2 separate regions of the Danio rerio genome follow, and region 1 is linked to region 2. Evidence: chromatin contacts called from public Micro-C data. All regions are on one chromosome and are shown on one strand. Each heading gives the region's core, a stretch centred on a gene start, on an enhancer-like site or on the middle of the called end of the contact. The rest is flanking DNA. Distances are from core to core; before and after follow the strand shown. Region 1 holds the start of selenot2 (selenoprotein T, 2). Region 2 holds the start of wfs1b (Wolfram syndrome 1b (wolframin)).

Region 1 (5,283 bases), core at 1,296-3,795, 260 kb after region 2:
CTCCTGCCCCCAGGCCCATATTCTTGGAGTGTTCATTCCAAACATTTGGAAAGGATTTTGTCCGGTCACAATCAAAGCGATGGCAAGCAATTTAAAATAAGAGAGGAAATTTCCGAGATATCTGCAGAGGAAGATAAATGGCAAGTACAAGTCAGAACAAAAAAAAACACTATCGGAAACTCGGAATGACAGATGATTCCAGAAGATCTAGAAAACACACTCACTTGTTAATAGGTTTGGGAGGATAATTATCTCCCTCGATTCGGATGTCCGGGTACAGCTGGCTAATAGACCGGGAGTACTCCTGGAACACCTTACTGTACCCTCAGGAAATACTGAAAACAACACACAGTTAATGACTGCTATTATAGAAACGATTAAGAACATGCATGTTTTGAATTTTACGGATCCTAAATTTATTCATGTTCAACTTTTTTTTTGAGAGTGAATGTGTTTGTATGATTGTTGTTGTATTTATTTTTTGGAAATATTTAATAAAAACGTCAAATGAAAACATCAAAATAATTTCCAAATCCCATCCTATATTATTATAATTTTTTTTTGAAAATGTCACTTTGCTTCTATAGTCTATGCATGTCATTTATTTATTCATTAGATTTTATACAGATGTGCCCGTACAAAATTATCCCAATCAATCTAAAATGATGAGTTTTTTTTTTCTAACTACACCTATTTAAGCCATCTGGATAAATTGCATACTTATTGCAATATATATTCAGGGTTTCCACACTTTCACGAACAGCAGATTCAAGGCCTTTCAATGACTTTTTAAAGCATCATTATTTTTTTAACCAAACACAGTTGTAATCCACATGCAGCACCACGAAAGACCAAACTGTACTTAATATTCCACCTAATATTTATATTATAATAATGTCAGATTAATTTTCAAAAACTAATAGGGTCATGTTCACCTTTAATAAAGTTTGTTAAAATAAATACTGTTAATATTCAAAAGTAATTTCTAAAATATTAATGAAATGTGCATTATTTGTCAGTGCTATTGTACAACAATTAAATTCACAAATTTTTATTTAAGAATGTCTCAGTTTTTTGTTGTTTTTGACAACTGAGCACAATTGTTTAAATAAAACCATAAACAAATTTTATTTTAAATTTAATTCAAGCACTTTCAAGGCTATTCATGTCTAAAATTCAAGTGCGTTCAAGTACTTTTAAGAAGTATGAGAACCATGTATATTAAAGAAAAGTTTCAAAACCATAGAGCCAAAGATTGAGGTAAAGTTGGTTTTATATTCACACATTCGTACAGTGACAACTTGTGAAACGCTTCCTAAATTGTTTAGCACAGCATTTTGAATCTTCCATCTGAAATAACCTGCAAGTGTGACTTGAAAACAACATTAACACAGTTTATTTGACTGTGAACAATGCTGTACTTTGATAGTCATTGGCTGCTTGAACGATTTCGCTATTTAGAGTCTGCAAATAATACTTTTATGAAATTACATTATTAAGGAGAATATCTGAATGTGCGAATATAAAACCAATTTTACTTCTATCAGAAAAAGTACAAACTACTGAAAACAGCAAAAACAACACACAGTACTTCTTGAGGATATTACACACCTCAACTCTTGCTTTTTGAAGACAAAATGTTCAGACATGGAGGATGAAGGTTTCTTATTTTTGGTGAAGATGTCAAGTACCTTTTATTTTGAAAGTACATTTGGCAGAAATAAGTGTCAAATGTTCAACTAAAATCAAATTAACGTTATATGGATTTCTGCATAGATTGTGCTCTGAAAAGTGCAGCGTAATCTCATATTGGCTTTAAGCAGATTTACAATATAATCTTCTTATTTCAACACATTTTTAAATTACAAGATGCTCACTTTTTGCAGCAAATATGCTAATTTTGTATACAAACATTAATACGTTACGTTGTAGAAATATTCCTTATTATTAATAACTTATATTAACGTTACAGGGGTGGTTGATTTGCTTTTTGACAGTCAAATCAAGAAACACAGACCACATTTTGTCAGTTCATCCTATGTGTAATACAAACAAATAGATTTTTACACATTATAATTATTCATGTTATATATTTATCCATTTAATACATCAGAATATGTAATATTATTATTATTATTATTATTCGCATACGCTACATTAGCCGTTAGCATAGCAGCTAATATACATATTTAAAGTGTTAAAACATAAAAATGGCATTAATGTATGTACAGTCTCTCACCAGTACTGGAACTTGAGGACAGGTCCCGTGTAGAACGTGTGTTTATTCTGTCGCTGTGTGTTTATGTCGGGTCCAGTGTTCTCCTGTTGAGTCACGCTGTTGCGGCCCACATAAATATCCTTCACAGTCACCACTGTGAACAGCAGCAGGGCCGTTAATATACCCGTCTGACTGTACTCCGCCATCTCCGGGCCCGTCCTCAGCCACAAACCGAACCCACAGACCCGCTGTAGCTGCTGCTGTCGCTGCTGCCGCCGCCGCTGAACTGGTACTTCACAAAAAAAAATCAAAATCAGGATAAAGTGACTGGTTGCATTTCAAAATAAAAGTCTTCCACGCTGAGTCATGCAGGAGAACATGTTCAGGGCGACATCTATTGGTGAAGTGTTTCATCAACCCGTTGATGCAGCTCCAGCACGCCACACTGTGTTCAATAAAGCACATGACATAAACGAACAAGTGATGATAAATAACTTAATGTAATTTAGTTTAATTAATTATATTATTTAAAAAGTGCTTATAAATCGATGATATAATATTCTAACATACGCATAATGTTAAAGCTACATTGTCATTGATTGCAAATTACAGTATGATGTAAAAGGCTAAGTTACCAAAACTGAAAATTATCTCACCATTTACTCAACCTTCACTTAATTGTCAGAAACCTGTTGGAGTTTTTTTTCTTCTGTTGTACACAAAAGAAGATATTTTGATGGTTATGACATTTAAACCATGAAAATTTAGAGCCAATTGAGTAAATGATGAGTAGACCTTCATTTTTATTTGAAATTTAATTTGAAAGTCCAAAAATAAAAATACTTTTGAGTGCAAATTGACCAATTAAATAAGCTGAGGGGTAAATCCTCTTTAATAGTTGACTTGGTGTTGCCTTTCAGGCAAATATTTCAGAAACCATTTTGCCTGTTTTTTTTTTTTTGTTTGTGTGTGTGTGTGTGTGTGTGTCTGTGTCTGTGTCTGTGCATTACCTTAGTTTTTTGTCTTGTCTTGCTAGCTTATGGCAATACCCATGTCTGGACTTGTGTTTTGACTTTGTGTTCTTGTGTTTTGTTTGCATTTGGTTCCTCTTCGGCTTTTCTATTACACTTTTCTATCCACAACACATCAGTGACCTCAGTGTTGATTGTGGAAATCTGGACAAAACATTTGAAACCTGAAGACTTTGCCTAATAATTTCATTTTCAATTTCTTAAACTTTGAAATACAAACAAAATCCTAAAACATGTTAACTAAATGCTAGCAACCAATTCTAAATCATGTTAAAACATGATAGCAAAACTCAGAATCATGCTAGCATTAGCCTTGGTAGCATCACAACAAAGAAAAACATTGTAACAACATGCTTAATCCTGCTAGGAAGACTTTAAAGCTGGAAGACTTTAGCCATAACTTTGATAAACTAACAATGTCCTAAATATGTTAGCAACTTGCTGAAATGTCAATAACGTACTAAAATGTTAGCAACCTGCTAATTTGTGCAAAAAACATTCATTCATCATTTTATTTTTTATAGTCTCTTTATTAATCCGAGGTCACCACAGCGGAATGAACCACCAACTTACTCAGCATATGTTTTTATGCAGTGGATGCCCTTCCAGCTGCAACCAATCACTGGGAAACATCCATACACGCTCATTTACACACACACTTCCGCCAATTTAGCTTACCCAATTCACCTATACCACATGTCCTTGGGAAACCAGAGCACCTGGAGGAAACCCATGCGGACATGGGGAGAACATGCAACCTCCACACAGAAATGCCAACTGACCCAGCCAGGGCTCAAACCAGCAACCTTCTGGCTGTGACACGATTGTGCTACCTACTGCGCCACCATGCTGCCATGAGAAAAAAAAAAAAAAAACATGCTGGCAAAATTTTAAATCATGCTAACAATAGATTAATAATTGATTATAGTTATACTATTTTAAGAACCTTGTTTTGTGTGTTTGCGAGTTATATGTGATATCCTGTATTTCTTCAACTGTGTCATGGTGCCTACAGTAGCTTGATCAGGACTCCCTGGTAGAAGAGATATTGTATCCCAATAGGACCTGGTTAAATAAGTAAGTAATAAGTAAATAAATATGTAAAATACACACACACAAAAAAAAAAATAAAATAAAATAAAATAAATAAAACAACTTAATGCTTAAACTTGCTATAGCCATAAATATATACATTTTTAAACTCCAAATACACTGACATGGCTATTAATTTCAATCATTTTGGTCACCTATCATGTGATGTATTTTGCATTTTCTTTGCCTAATTTTACCAGTTTTAAATTGAAATAATAGATTAATGTTTTACATTTTTCTTGTTATACCTAATTAACATTTAAACATGTATATATATATATATTCTTTTATTATTCTGTGCCTATTCTGTAAATGTGAGCCCCAGTCCAATACAATCTATAGCCTCTATTTATTTAAACATAACTGATTACTAAGCACTCTAGGTAAGATTTATTACGCCCTTTCCCACTCGTTTATATTTAGTACAATGAAAAATGAGTCCTTCCACATACTCAAAATCCATGTTTAACTCCTCTCTGCATTGCAAATGTACCTATTTTTGTATTTATAACAGCAGGAAGATTATAATTGCATGCAGTCTTTTTGTCCTCTATTACTTTTCTCAATCAATTTTTGTTATGTTAGAGGTGAAAACATCTTCTTAATTGAACCGCTGTAAAAATTCATCAGATCATTAATTTTAAAATATTTTTGCATAAATCTGTTAATCAACCTTAGTCCTGATCAAAACTTCTAAATGTTTTTTTTTTAAATACTTTTAAACTCTTTAATTGACAAGTTCACAAATGATGTCACTGATTTGGTGAGAGAAATCACACAAAATGAGGTATTTCCAATATAAAAAGTAATTGTGGACTGTTTTTTAACCTTTTATTACAGTCTTGGACATGAGAAGGATTAGTAACAACAGTGGCTTTGAAACATTGTTAGATTTTAATTTTTTCTGTGTAATTTACTGTTGGTGGCTGTTTTTGCCCTATT
Region 2 (5,137 bases), core at 281-2,780:
TGAAAGAATAAAACAAAAATCTCATTAAATAGCCTATTGGTCCTAAATGCATGCCCAGCACATTCCTTAATCAATCTACCACTTATATTCACAATTTTACTCTTGTTTGAAAATAATAATCACATCCTTCACATTAAAAAATACACATTCACTCCCTGTTTATTCATTCATTTTCAATCCCTCTATTTCCTGTTTAAAATCTAATCTGAAATAACAATTTTTTTAAATGTGTGACAAAACTGTAGCTATAGCTATATGACATGAGTCAATTTAACAAATTACTTTTCTGACCTGTAATTATACATGCATGCCATCCCATTTTCAATTTCAATTGTCCATGATCGATAATTGTGGAGCTAACAAACAGACATTCCTAAAATCCTGCTTATATTGTTTACAAATCTTTTCTTCTTTTCAATGAAGGGCATCTGCTGCATAAAACATACACCAGAGAAATGGAGAAATTGGGGGTAAATTCTGCTGTGGCAGTCCCTGATTAATAAGGACTAAGCTGAAGGTAAGTGATTGAGTCAGTGGCTTACACTTTAAATAAATAAATAATTATAAAAAAATATATACACATAAGGAAATAAATGTCAAAAAAATAATAAAAATGTGGTCGCCACAGTGGAATGAACCGCCAACTTATCCAGGACATGTTTTATGCAGCGGATGCCCTTCCAGCCGCAACCCCTTTACTGTGAAACATCCATACACACTCATTCGCACACATACACTATGGACATGTTAGCCTTCCTAATTCACCTGTACTGCATGTCTTTGGAATGTGGGTAAACCGGAGCACCCGGAGGAAACCCACGCAAGCAGGAGAACATGCAAACTCCATGCAGAAATGCCAACTAACCCAGCCGAGGCTCGAACCAGCGACCTTCTTGCTGTGAGGCGAACGTGCTACCCACTGTGCCAATGCGTTACCCTCAAAATAATTATATAATCATATTTTTTATTCAGTTATATATGCATTTCTGTGGAATTCTGTGGCATTTTCCTTGTTTATTAGCCGATTTTTTTTTTTTAATGTTTTAGAGTTACTGTAAATGTAAACTTAAGTTAACTAACTGGCAAAAATTCTTCAGTACCTCTTCATCTTTGTTTAAACCTATAAACATATTATTTAATTAGCAACTAGCATCACATAGACCTACTGTATGGTGTGTCCTGGTGTTCAACAGTTCATTCTTTGTTTTTTGTGTCACGTTTCAAAAGCTGCTTAAAGTTACCAAAAACAGCATGCATGATTTTTTTATTTAATTTTACATACAACAATTATATATACAGATGCCAAAACAAAGGCACATTATTTCATAACATGATATACCTAAAGTTTTTATTGCACTTAGATGAAGATACATGTCCAACATATATGAAATGCCCATATTGAAATCGGTATGTACTTTTTAAAAAAAATATTTATATTATACATTTTTTATATATTTTATTTTATTTTTAGGTCTTTTATTTTGAAAAGCGACAGAGGCAGCAACAGGAACTTGAATAGGACATGTCAACATTCTGGTCCAGTCAGTCAGTCAGGGAAGGAGGGTTTATTTAGTCAGCTGCATCTGGACAGGCCTTTTCTCATCACTTACTTTACTTAGATCGTGTCTGACTAAAATACCAAAAGCTGTGCGGACAGCACTGCCAAATGATGGACTGATCGAGGAGCTCAGGTAAGTTAAGAGAAATAAAGCTGCAGAAATTACACTGCAGTCAGGGAATGAAGACTCGCTGTATAGTTTTAATTATGTATTTCTGTAAAACAAAACAAAAAAGAAAGAGAAAAATAAGGCGTTTACAAACAGGCTACGTGTGCTTTTTTGCTGGGGTGTTTGGGAGTTTGTTAGCTCCCTGTTGCTTTGTTGATCCGTTTGACGCAGTTTTGCTCAAATGTGTGTTTGTTTACTATAGTGGAAGTTTACTTTCTGTTCAGCCGGTGTTACGGTTTAACTGGTGACCGTGTTAACTGGTGTCCCTTTCCAGATGTAAGCTATTCACGTTTGCAGATTGGCAGATTCGTCACTTTTTCACAGCAACAAAACATGTCCATACCAAATAAAGATTCTTATTACTTGGTGTCAGTGTCATTGTGTGCATTATTGATTTTAATATCTGTGTAGCAGAACAGTATATAACCAAAATAAATCTAAAAAAAAAAATTAGAATTTACACGTCTTCAACAGGATTCGAACCCGTGTAGTGTAAAGGTTTAGCACACGTATCAATCAACTTATCTCACTGAGCTACTCGGAACTTCAAACGAAGCGGTCTGTTTTAATATTTTTGTCAATTAAAACATGCCTTGCTGTGGTTGTGGACCCGTGTTAACATGTTTCCATCGATGTTAACATGTTTACATGTTGTTTAGTTACATGTACTCGCATTAACGTGTTTCTACAAACTCTCCCGCTGATAGAATAGCTCTCTGTGACTAAACGATGCTTCATCAGTTTTTCAAACCATGTTTTTTCTTAGTTCTAGACTCATGTCTACCTGTGCCTTTGGAGTCGTGTTATCTCGTGACCCATGCTCATACATGTAACGTAAATAAAGATTTTATAAAAAAAAGGAATACAATGACGATATTATTATGCAACATATTATGTCTAATATATGTAATATATATTTCATATATAATATTATGCAACAGAATATTAATTGAAAATCGCAACATTTCAGTGTATTATCTTGGTCACATCTGTATCAAGGCACATATGAACATGGTTTGGCTAACTTACATGCGATAAAATTATTAAAAGCTGCTAAGCCTACATCAGTGCTTGATAGCTCAATTAGATTACTCATGTGTTGCTTTCTAGTGTCTCTTTTGTTAGAAGGTTCGAATCCACATACGAGTTTTGTTTATGTAGCCTGATTTTTTTAAATTCTCTTTCAGATAAAATGGGGGGGGGGGGGGGGGGGGGGAGGAGAATGCGATTTATAACGTATGCTTATTTAGCGGAACATCGTAGTCATTTAGAGCTATTCTGAGAAAATATCAGCTCGTGTACTTTTGTAGACACAGGATAACACGAGTCAATGGGACTATTATATTCTGATCGCATTCTAATATTCTGTTGCATAATATTATATATGAAATATATATTATATATATTAGACATTATGTTGCATAATAATATCGTCATTGTATTCCTTTTTTTTTTTTGATAAAATCTTTATTTACGTTACATGTATGAGCATGGGTCACGAGTTAACACGACTCCAAAGGCACAGGTAGACAGGAGTCTAGAACTAAGAAAAAACATGGTTTGAGCAACTGATGAAGCATCGTTTAGTCACAGAGAGCTATTCTATCAGCGGGAGAGTTTGTAGAAACACGTTAATGCGAGTACATGTAACTAAACAACATGTAAACATGTTAACATCGATGGAAACATGTTAACACGGGTCCACAACCACAGCAGGGCATGTTTTAATTGACAAAAATATTCAAACAGACCGCTTCGTTTGAAGTTCCGAGTAGCTCAGTGAGATAAGTTGATTGATACGTGTGCCAAACCTTTACACTACACGGGTTCGAATCCTGTTGAAGACATGTAAATTCTAATTATTTTTTTTAGATTTATTTTGGTTATATACTGTTCTGCTACACAGATATTAAAATCAATAATGCACACAATGACACTGACACCAAGTAATAAGAATCTTTATTTGGTATGGACATGTTTTGTTGTTGTGAAAAAGTGACGAATCTGCCAATCTGCAAACGTGAATAGCTTACATCTGGAAAGGGACACCAGTTAACACGGTCACCAGTTAAACCGTAACACCGGTCAGCAGTGAAGGTGACACGGGTGAGCAATGAATGACAGCTCAGCTTCATCGAGATAAAGTTGGTTTTAAATTCGCACATTCATTTAGTGACAACTTGTGACACACTCTCTGTATTGTTTACCTCGGCACTTTTGAATATTCGGTCTGAAATGACCTGCAAGTGTGACTTGAAAACAACATTAACACAGTTTGTTTGACTGTGAACAATGTTGTACTTTGATAGTCATTGGCTGCTAATATGATTTCGCTATTTAGAGTCAATATTTAATTCTAATAATAATTATAATTCTTCAAATAATACTTTTATGAAATTATATTTAAGAGAAAGTCCGAATGTGCGAATATAAAACCAATTTTATTTCTAATTTAAGGCAGTATTACCACTATAATTGACGGTAAACAATGCTGCACTTTGATGGTTGTTGGCTGCTAATATGATTTCACTATTTAGAATTTGCAACAAATACTTTTCTGAAATTATATTATGGAGAAAGTGTGAATGTGCGAATATAAAACTAACTTTACCTCAGTCTCAGCTTCATATGCGACTCTGGCTGTTTACCAAGCAATAGCTTGTATTAAAAGATTTCCAAAAAACAGTAACTTAAAGTCAGTAATTTAACTATGTTAAAATCATTATTGTGATCCAAAAAAGGAAGTCACTAGAAACGTTTAATTTGATTGATCTAATATGGAATTAAGTGAAATGTTAATATTTGTTTTATCTTAAAAGTCTAAATGCTTTATTATAAAGATCTGTAATTGACTTTTTTTTTTTTTTTTTTTTTTTTTAGAAAAAGACAATTGGTCAGAATAACAAATGTTTTCATTTATTGCTATCTGTAAATTTTATTTACAGTTATTCCACCAAATGACAGCATTTTATCCATTCATTTTATTTAAACTAATAAGTTGTTTATTTATTTATTTAAAAAATAAATGTATAATATTATTATTAATAGAGGTAAAGTTGATTTTAAATTCGCACATTCATTGATTTAGCAGTCTCTATATTGTTTATCATGTTACTTTGAATATTTGATTGAAATTAGCATGCAAGTATGGCACTTTGATAGTCATTGGCTGCTTATATGATTTCCTTATTTAGAATATGCAAAGAATACTTTTCTGAAATTATGTTATTAAGGAATGTCTAAATATCCGAATATAAAATCAACTTTACCTCTATTAATTATTAGTAGTTAACAGAATAACACAAACATTAACTCAATCTATAAGTCAATAAACAAGATAACTGTAAGAAATTAGTCAGCCTCAACTAGGCATAGGACGATAACCATTTTCAATGTATACTGCGGTTTGG

What was found. Hi-C and Micro-C count contacts between places; a contact is called where the count stands out from the background.
Region 1: a contact with region 2 is called in a Micro-C map of caudal fin, with 5 times the contacts expected there. The contact joins the promoter of selenot2 here to the promoter of wfs1b in region 2. A contact is called at or near these places in 3 of 18 Hi-C or Micro-C datasets (caudal fin, embryo and hematopoietic stem cells) and 1 of 4 datasets of contacts at active chromatin or transcription factors (embryo).

Annotation. Positions count from the first base shown.
Region 1 is chr14:19,955,716-19,960,998 of GRCz12tu, forward strand. It overlaps selenot2 (selenoprotein T, 2), which reads right to left and starts at 2,546. Exons shown (of 6, transcript NM_001098487.2): 1 at 2,240-2,546; 2 at 225-335; 3 at 1-121. The coding sequence starts at 2,424. It also overlaps a transcript of rab33a not described here.
Region 2 is chr14:19,700,118-19,705,254 of GRCz12tu, forward strand. wfs1b (Wolfram syndrome 1b (wolframin)) reads left to right here and starts at 1,531. Exons shown (of 8, transcript XM_679418.9): 1 at 1,531-1,691.